2 separate regions of the Mus musculus genome follow, and region 2 is linked to region 1. Evidence: chromatin contacts called from public Hi-C data. All regions are on one chromosome and are shown on one strand. The core of a region is the stretch at or near the end of the contact, and the rest is flanking DNA. Distances in the headings are between cores, read along the strand shown.

Region 1 (5,108 bases), core at 669-3,168:
GGGATATCTTACGTGATGGTGTCTATTATGGTTCATAACGGCCACAGCTGCATGGAACTATGACGATTTCCTCCCTTTGTAGCTTTCACTTCATGGTACTTGTGAAAGTTAGTCCTCAGGGGGCGTTTAAGTCGGCTCTGGCTCACTCCTCCTCACAGTTCTATGTCCACAGTGCACAGTGTCTTTAGTAAATTTCTGGGGAAGCAACCAAGCACAACAGCAATAGCTTATATTGTTTTAGAGACCCTCTTAGATTCTCCTGGCCAATGAAAGGAGGTTTCTCACATCAGGTACTGGGCTGGGGGAGGTTATTAGATTAGACAATCTATGGCTCTTTGGAGGAGTCTTATCATCGCAAGGGGGTGTAACTTTACTTAGCTACATATATACGTATTCACATATATGTATTGTATGTGAGTTTAGGTAAATATAAAACGATGATTCTCTATATGTTTTTCAAGCATCCTAAGCATTATTTATTCCCCTTCCTCTCTACTTCCACTCTCTTAAACCAATATAATTCCTAGCTTCACTCTAAATATTTATCCTTACACCCACAGATAATGTAACTCATACCCCTCAAAAAAGCTTCTCTTGGAAGCAGAAGGAGATCATTACAAAAAACCATAACTAGCCAAAAATACAGACAACAACTGAGTGTGGGTTACCCAGCCACAACTGATACATCCACAACACAACTCCTGTACCGAAGGTACAGATTGTAAGACTGTAAGAGGCAGAGAGCCAGCAAGTCTGCTGTGAGATTGTGCCTTCTAGTTATAGGGAAGCCACACCCGTAAATCTAAACATGGCTGCCTAAATAGAACCTGAACAATTCCAACATTGGTTGACAACCCAGTGTAGATGGGATGTGGGAAGGGCAGGAATCTCATAAAGCCTCACTCCTATATAAAGAGATACAAGCATTTAATAACTGATGAGAGAGGGAGAATTAGTTTCCCTAGGGATAAGTCCCCTAAATCATTATCCACTACCAAGTGCTTACCCTAGAAACATGCATATAGGCAAAGCTGAACAGATTCAGCAAGCAAGATGTATTTATATATTTGTTTTACGCACGCACGCGCACACACACACATACACACACACACGCACACACACACACACACACACACACTCACACACACACACACACACGCACGCACACACACACACACTCACACACACACTCACACACACACACATACACACACACACACACACACACACACACGCACACACTGGTTAAAGAGGAGAAGGCCATGAATTTCAGAGGGAGAGGAGACATAGGATAGGAAGGAGGAAAGGGGGAATGATGTAATTCTAGTTTAAGGTTCTGCAGACTTCAGCAGTTCTCCACAGACTATTTCCTTATATTTTCCCTGTCCTTTCTAATGCCCAAAGCCCATTTTTATGCTTTTAAGTCACCATTCTGAAATGTACAAGAACTTAATTTGTGTTTTTAAAGTGAAATGAGATAGATATGGTGGTTTGAATAAAATGACCCTCATTGGTCCATAGGGAGTGGCACTTAATAGGAGGCATGGCCTTGTCAGAGTGGGTGTAGCCTTGCTGGAGGAAGTATGTCACTGTGGGGCCGGGCTTTGAGGTCTCCTATGCTAAAGTGTGGCACACAGTTTCCTTCCACCTGTGGATCAAGATGTAAAACTCTCAGCTCCTCCCGCAGCACCATGCCTGCTTGCACTCTTTCATGTTTCCTCCATAACAATAATGGACCCCTGAAACTGTAAACCAGCTCAAATGAAATGTTTTCCTTTATTAGAGTTGCTGTGGTCATGGTGCTTCTTCACAGCCATAGAAACCTCACTACGACAAGTTGGCACCAGGAGTGAGGTATTGCTGTGGTAGGCCCAGCCATGCTTTTGTTTGGAGGAATGTGGACTCTGGAACTTTGGACTTTTAGAAATGTAGTTGAACACTAAGTGGGGGTTAAAGGGCGAGCACAGTAGGAACATGGAAGACAGTGGTGCTGAGGGTGAGCTGAACTGCAGGGTCCAGGCTTGAGGTTTCAGAGGAGAAGAAGATTTCTATGTGTTCTATGTGTTCTAAAGACTATTCTTATAATATTTTGGCTAACAATTGTGGCTGCTTTTTGCTTGTTTGAAAAATCTGCCTGAGGCTAAAGTGAAGAGTTTTGTATTAATTCTGTTGGCAGAGGAAATCTCAAAACAACCTAGTATTGATTCTGTTGTGTGCTTTTTAGTGTTCACTCTTATGAATATCTGTAACGAAAAGGAGCATGCTGAACAACGAAAAATACAAAACAGAGAAAAAAGGCACCATAGAAGTAGAATGAAGCTAAATCCTGTGTTCAAGGAGATAAACAGATTAAAGCCTGGCATTAAAGGGAATAAAGGGAGTAGTGACCTTAGGGCAAGATCCTACCCAGTGAGGCTTCCAACTTATGAAAAAGAATTAAAGAATAGGGTGGTGGTATATGCCTTTAGTTCCAATACTCTGGAGACAGAGGCAAGCAGATCTCTGAGTTCAAAGCCAGCTTGTACTACAATAGCCAAGCTTAGGCAGTGGAGTTAACCACTGAAAACAAAACCCAGTGAAGATATAAGCTTTTGAATGAAGAGCTATGTTCCAGCCTCAGTGAACAGCAGAACTTGGCAGCTTAGGCCATGTGGTTCTAGTTTTAGAGTCAAGGACAGAAGGAAGGTGTTATAGAAGTTCCCTCCTCGACTAAGAGAAGCTGCCGAATCCAGGCATGTGTCAGGTGTGCCCCTGCATGGAGGCCTAGAGTGGCCATGGTGTGTAGCTGGGAAGGTGAAGCCTGAAATGCCTTGGAGACCCAATGATGTAAGAGATTCTAGAGACGTGCTACCTGCTGAGGAGAGCTGCTAACAGGGAGTGGAACCAGCCAAAGAGAAAGAAGTGTGTTGCAGTCAACGAGATGAAAGAAGGTGGAGATCTGAAGAGCATGTTGACATCAGATATGGAGATGCGGAGTTTGGAGTTTGCTCAGCTGGTTTTCAGTTTTGTTTTGGTCTAGTATTTCCTCAGTACGCTCCCTTTTGGAAACTGTAGTGTATATCCTGTGCCACTGTATGTTAGAAGTACGTGGTCTGTTTTTCATTTTGACTTTTACAGGGGTTACAGTTAAGAGACTGCATGAGTCTCAGAAGAGACTTTGAACTTCAGACTTTTAAACAGTGCTGATGCTATGATAGACTATGGGGACTTTTGAAGTTGGACTAAATGCATTTCACATTATGACATGGCTACAAGCCTATGGGTACTGGGGAATGGAATGTGGTAGCTGGAGTAAAAACAGCCCACACTCACAGATCCACAGTGAGTGACACTATTAGGAGGTGTGGAGGAAGTGCATCACTAGGGGGTGTGTTTTAAGGCCTCAGAAGCCCAAACCCAGGCTCGGTGGCTGTCACTTCTGCTGCCTGTTGATCCAGATGTAGAACTCTAGCTCCTTCTCCAGTACCATGTCTGCCTGCATGCTGCCATGCTTTCTGCCATGACAAGGATAGACTAAACCCCTGAACTGTAAGCCAGCCTCAATTAAATGTTTTCCTTTATAAGAGTTGCCATGGACATGTGTCTCTTCACAGTGCCATAACACTAACTAAGACAGTAGGTCAACTAAGCATGTGCTAGCGTCTTGGAGCCTCAATTCCAACCTCATCTCAGCCCTTGCCAGCTCCCTACATTATCCGTTTTCACCCACTGCTGCCACGGTCTGCTTCAGGTGGAGCAGGCCTCATACTAGGGAACCAAGCCAGTCAAGAGTCTATTCTTATACTCTGGTAGTGCCATGTCTGAGGGAGTGTGACATTAAATAAAAACAAAATCTACCCTAACAATTTGAGGGGAAGACTGTCACAGGAAAAAACTTTCAGTTTAAACAAAAGGGCCTACATTTTTATTTTGCACTTTGCCCTGAAAGTTATGTAGTAGGCTGGCATGTAGTATGTGCAAGTTAATATTATCTGTATAAAGTAACTTTGATTATATGTAATTAGAGAGGCTAACAAAAAAATCTCTAGCAAACTGGGGAAAATGTAGGCTGTGTCAAGAAGATATCAGAGCTCAAGTGTGCCTTGCTCTTTGCATTGTTTGAACTGAATTCAAGATATTAATTTTTGTCCTCATTAAATATGCATCATAGAATTTTAATAGTAACAACTAAAATAATAGAGATGAAATATTTTGCTAGTGAAAAAAATTACTGAGAAAATACACAAAACTCCGACAATCCTCCTTAAGAAGCCTATACTGAACAGAAAAAGATGGGGACTAGAAAGATTAAAATAACAATGCCCGCAATGGTAGAAGGAGAGAGGACGCAATACAAACTAAATAAGCAACTGCACTTCTGTGTTCTTCACACAAAATGCCCTAAAACAAGGGCAGGTAGATGGAGATGGGATGTGTGGGGACACTTTACAGCTGCATATTAAAGGGAAGAATGTGAGCAGTGCTACCAGGCAAACAGACTTTTAGAGCAAAGCCTTTCTCTGGGGGCTAAAATGATAATCGGCTTATTTTACTATGAATATCTTAAACTTGTTTTTTCAACTTAAAATAGGTTCAAAATAAAGAAATTAGCATAGCTCTAAAGCAAAACTAACAACTCTACACCACTGTGGACAAACTCACACACACACACAAAAATGGCAACACAGCTCCCTTAGTTATAAAACTCCATTCCAGGACTGCTGCAAATAGCCATGCAAACACACACTGTGCAGCTGCAGGCTGCATTAGGACTGACGCTCCAGGAGCTGTAATGGAGCAAGGGAGGGTCACAGAGAGAGGTAGTGTGGGGAAGAGAGGAGACCGAATGCAAATAAGAAGGCTGACTTGAGGTTAGTATGTAAAACCTTGCATGCAAGTTGTAGAAAAACTCCTAATTATTTTCTAGTTCATATGACATTGACTATACAATAGGCCCAAAAATAAATTTCATCAAATCTAAAAATTTTAGGCAGTCATTTTACTATAATTTGTACTGTCCAATATCATAGAGTACTAGACATTTAAATACGGCTGAGATGGGCTGTGTGACAGACATGTTAGATTTGAAAATTTAGAGCAATAATCTAAAGTACCTACAACAACTTTTA
Region 2 (5,108 bases), core at 1,304-3,803, 140 kb before region 1:
AAAACACTTTTAAAAACCCAATTTGTTGCACAGTCAAGATACTTAGCCAGTAGACTATATATCAGTCTACTGTCTTCACTGAAGTCCTGTTTTAATCTATCTTTTTGTTTCCAAGTCGGAGTTTGCTGACATCTTTCTGAAGAGTCTTTATGATGAGACTAAAGTGGTCAGAGGCCCTTTGGAGCTCAGTAGTAGATGCTGCTCACCAGCTCAGTGCTACAGGAACCAGTCCAGCAGACATATGCAAGTGCTTATTCCTGAGTCCAGCCTGGCCTTTAGGTGTCCAGGTCTTGAGATAGCCCATCCAGGGTTGGGCTTAGATGTTGGAGGGCACCAGTTTTCCAACTTTAGCGTCTGCTTCCTGGAATCGACGTCTGCTTGCTTTGGAAACTTCTCAAGTTAAACCCCCAACTGCCTGACATGGGGTGATGCTGATGAAGGAAGGGATATGGAAGTAGTGAGGAAGCAAAGGAACACAGGCTCTAAAGTTAGGCTGATCTTCCTTAGAAGTCTGCAGCTTCTACTTAGTGGCACAGTTACTTAGCCTTTCTCAGCCCAAGTTTCTTCACCTGTGGATTATCTAAGATAAAGTTTCCCATTTACAACTGTGGAGTTAGCAATGTGCGCAGAGATGCTGGCACACAGGAGCAGGTGCTCTGTCCTGTCATCACTTCCTGAAGTCACAGCCTCATTTCCAGCAACGAGAAAAGAGCTGCCCGGACATCATGTGCTAAGCAGAGCGCCAGCGCTTCCTTCTTAAACACTAGCAGGTGCTATTATTCCTTGAGTATTGAAAACTCATTGCTATCATGTCGGCAAGCATCATTTCTTATGTTTGACTTGATTGTCCAATTAATCTCCAACCAGAGATGAACTCTTCATTCCTCTTTGTGTCCCTTCCCTTAACTAGAGTCTCTAAACAGCAAGTACTCAACGACAGCCTGTGGATGAGAGAGATTAACAGAAGTCAGTTCCCAGGCATTAGCGTGGTATGTACATGTTAGACAGTGGCCCTAACATGAATGGAAATATAGAGGTGAAGGAAACCTCACCAGAGAGCTTCTGCTGCCACAAGAACTTTCTTGAAAAGCCTGACAGCCGTCTTACTCCTGGGGAAAAACCTCCTTTGTTAAGGCAATCGAATCAAGTGTCCCAAACGGAAGATTAAAGTCAAGCGCACAGCCAGAAGCCTTTTCACACCGAAGAACACATCACATGACATTTAGTGCCAGGCCCCCTCGGATCGTGTAGGACCCCAGAAGCTGTTCCTTGAGACCAGGCCCGAAATCCTGTTCAAACTAGTGTGAGAGCCCAGAGTGGGGGAGACAGCCTGACCCTGAAGCTCTTTTACCACCGGGTGTCAGCGCAGTTTGAGCACTGACACTTGCCAAGGTTGGATTCCCCTGGTGACGGATGGCAATGCTCCAGTGGCCCCTGGCGACACATGGCAATGCTCCAGTGGCTGTAGACTTGTTCTCTGGTGGAGAAAGGAGAGAAGATGTTGAATTCACCGTTTGCCAAAAGTCGTGAGTTCCACCTATGCAAGTATTTTTAGTGCAATGAAGAAAGAGATTTGAGAGTTTTAGGAAAACATCCCTGAAGATCATGATAACAGAAGGTATATTATGCATCAGCAAAAGTGATACTTTCTTTTTTTTTAAGATTTATTTATTTTCTGTATATGAGTACACCATTGCTGTCTTCAGACACAGCAGGAGAGGGCATCAGATCCCATTACAGATGGTTGTGAGCCACCATGTGGTTGCTGGGATTTGAACTCAGGACCTTCGGAAGAGCAGTCAGTGCTCTTAACCACTGAGCCATCTCTCCAGCCCCCAAAAGTGATACTCTTTAATTTGCAAAAAACAAATTGAAGGTGTGTTTCCAGGAAAAAAAAATTGGAAATTAAGAAAACAAAAACAACAACAACCCCCCTAAAACAGTTTTTAGTAAATTATCCTTCCTCCAAACAGAAAAGGTTCTGGCTCGGAACTGGCAAGCAACCGATCCATGTGAGCACCCCATAAACATTCAAGGGTGAAGGAAATGTCCTCAGAGCATAGGAACCATTTTTGCCTCTGCAAGAACCCCTTTGAAATGCCAGTGACTGAAATGGGGTCTTTCTGACAATTCTCTGCAAATCTTGGAACAAGAAAGGCCAGTGAAGCTGGTTCTCGGACGAAACAGAAGGACTTAAGTAATCACTCCTGGGGTCTCTGGTTGGGACTGTACATTCAAAGCAGAGCCAACTGAAGTGGCTGTGTGTGTGTGTGTGTGTGTGTGTGTGTGTGTGTGTGTGTGTGTGTGTGTGTGTGTGTATGTGTGTGTATGTGTGTGTGTGTGAGGTTTAAACAACCGGTTACTCAAACTTCCAGCAAGTAAGATTCAGGAACTCTACTTCGTGGAAGAAAGCTCACCTTTGCTTCACTTTGTGTTGTTGCCAGGGCTCTGCTATAAACAGAAATGGTTAAAGTTGGAGTGGGTATAGACTTCAGCCATGCCAGTGCAGACTTTGTCAGTCCAGCTGAGAAATCAGAAGGGACAGTGGTGAGACCAGTGCTTGGGATGTTGCCAGGTTAAGCTCTGCTTGTTTTGGCCTGTCTACCCTCAGCCTTGGTCCATGTGATCTAGATAAGCAGACATGTACCTCAGGCACCATGGCCGTATTACCTGGGTTGGTAATGTCCAATCATGGTTGAGTTATACCAGGATGGTTTGGAGACCTTCCACCAGGAGACCTGCGCTGTGTCTGACTTTCCTGAAACTTTTTTTTCTAGGTTCCAAGAAATACTTTTCAGTTGGTGGTTGTTGACCTGGACTGGGCAGTGGGACAGTCATTGCTTGGATATGGACCTAAGCTATCTTAGGACTAGAGCAATCCTATTTCTCTACATCAACCCACAATGGGCCTCCTGCTCCTCTGCACTGATCCTACACACACACACACACACACACACACACACACACAAATAGACACAGAGAGACAGACACACACAGAGAGACAGACATTTACATACACAAAGAGACAGACACATACATACAGAGAGACAGACATGCACACACACATACAGACACACAGTAACAGACATATAAACACAGACACATACACATACACACAAATACACATAGACACACACACAGAGACACAGAGAGACAAACAGAAAGAGAGACACCCCTACACACACATTTAGTGACAGACACACACATGGACAGACAGACAGACACACACACACACACAGAGAGAGAGAGAGAGAGAGAGAGAGAGAGAGAGAGAGAGAGAAACATGCACAGAGACTCAGACAGACACACAGGCAGACACACACAGTGACAAACACAAACACACACAGATACACACAGACTCACAGAGAAAAACACACACAGACACAGAGAGACAAACACACAGAGACACCCCTACACACACACACACACACACACACACACACACACACACTCAGTGACAGACACATACACAGAGGACACACAGACAGACACACACAGAGAAGAGAGAGACAGAGACAGACAGACACAGAAAAACAAAGAGTGACAGACAGTAACACACAGAGGTAGAACTACTCTGACAGGCTATTCCTGTCTTAGATGGGCTACCAGGCTTTCAGGCTACCTTCATATAGAAAGACCATTCATTGGTATAAGTCCTCTGACCACACGTGCAAAGTAGACCTTTGTGGAGACAGACAAGGGCTAGTTGACTTCTCAAAAGAGAAAGGGCTAGTGTTGGACATGAGTCCTTGCTTTGTACCAGAAGTTCTGAACATTAGATCAAAGTTAATCCCACTCTTAGACCTAGAAGGAAGTTCTTAAGTGCCAGAATTATGTTGATGTCAAGAACAGGGCACTGCTGAGACAAGATGAGGTGGTGTCAAGGTGTGACTTTCTTCAATTGTCTTGAATTAGGGATCACCAGACATCAGTCATCTCTGTTATTCCAACCTCAGCTGGACCCAAGCCATGTCTTGGCAATGCTTCGCTGGCAGGGTTGGCACCGCATTGCTCTGGCTCCCAAGGTCAGGCCCTGGGTCTGTCTCCACGAAAGGTTGGTGATAACATTACTAAGATAGTTGATAAGTGGAATGACCTGAGAATTACAGTGCAGCTGATCATTCAGGTCTGACCCAGAGTGAGGATCGTCAGGACAGACAGACCCTGACTCAATGGTATCTTTTGCCTCCTTTCTCATCTCAATGACCCCAAGGAACCACCAGGAGACAGAAACAAACAGAAAATGACTAAACCCAGTGGAAATGCCGCTTTTGAAGAGATTGTTGGACATGTGCGGCACTGATTGGTCCTTAGCTAGAGAACTTGCTTGAACTATTTAAGAAATCCTTGGTCCAGCACAGTCCTTATGCTATAGTGTCAGCAGTGGCTGCCACCCTCATAACATTATAGATGACATTAACAGCAGAACAACCAGCTAGTTCACAAAATACAAAAGACATTATTTCAGTAAAAGATCATCTAACAGCCAGAAAGGGGGAGGAGGAGAAAAAGGAGGAGAGAACACTTCTACTAGATTTCTGTGTTAAGTGGAACTACTACTGTAACTGGGTGTGACCACTGCCAACATGGAAACTGGGCTACTGCAAACATTATGTGAGATCAGACATCTGAAAGTGTGTAGCCGAGTACTACATAGAGATACATTGTAAAAGTTTGTAGACTAGTACTACATAGTTACATTATAAAAGTGCAGAGATTAGTACTACATAGTTACATTATAAAAGTGCATAGACTAGTATTACATGGTTACATTATAAAAGTGCATAGACTAGTACTACATAGTTACATTATAAAAGTGCATAGACTAGTATTACATGGTTACATTATAAAAGTGCATAGACTAGTACTACATAGTTACATTATAAAAGTGCATGGACTAGTACTAAATAGTTACATTATAAAAGTGCAGAGACTAGTACTACATAGTTACATTATAAAAGTGCAGAGACTAGTACTACATAGAGTTACATTATTTCCTCACTGGCTAGTCTATGAGTGGCTTAGCTAAGACCCTGTGTACAGACAAACTTTTGCTTCAGAGCAAGGGCTCCCCCTGCCCCCACTGTCTCTTTAAGCCATGTGAAGAG

Evidence for each region. Hi-C and Micro-C count contacts between places; a contact is called where the count stands out from the background.
Region 2: a contact with region 1 is called in a Hi-C map of liver, with 2.8 times the contacts expected there. The contact joins two enhancer-like sites. A contact is called at or near these places in 10 of 484 Hi-C or Micro-C datasets (the HL-1 cell line, Sertoli cells, Th1 cells and 6 more), 1 of 115 datasets of contacts at active chromatin or transcription factors (bone marrow-derived macrophages) and 2 of 9 other capture datasets (adipose tissue and embryonic stem cells).

What each region holds. Positions count from the first base shown.
Region 1 is chr3:65,791,736-65,796,843 of GRCm38.p6, reverse strand. All of the region lies in intron 9 of Lekr1 (leucine, glutamate and lysine rich 1), which reads right to left. Among named protein-coding and RNA genes, the nearest start is that of Gm25755, 23 kb to the right of the region's middle. Within about 2 kb of position 1,918, at least 13 of the 459 cell types and tissues checked have an H3K27ac peak or open chromatin away from gene starts, as enhancers often do. A contact at or near this core is called in liver, where this site is marked.
Region 2 is chr3:65,932,801-65,937,908 of GRCm38.p6, reverse strand. No RefSeq gene overlaps it. Among named protein-coding and RNA genes, the nearest start is that of Gm35039, 7.1 kb to the right of the region's middle. Within about 2 kb of position 2,553, at least 7 of the 459 cell types and tissues checked have an H3K27ac peak or open chromatin away from gene starts, as enhancers often do. A contact at or near this core is called in liver, where this site is marked.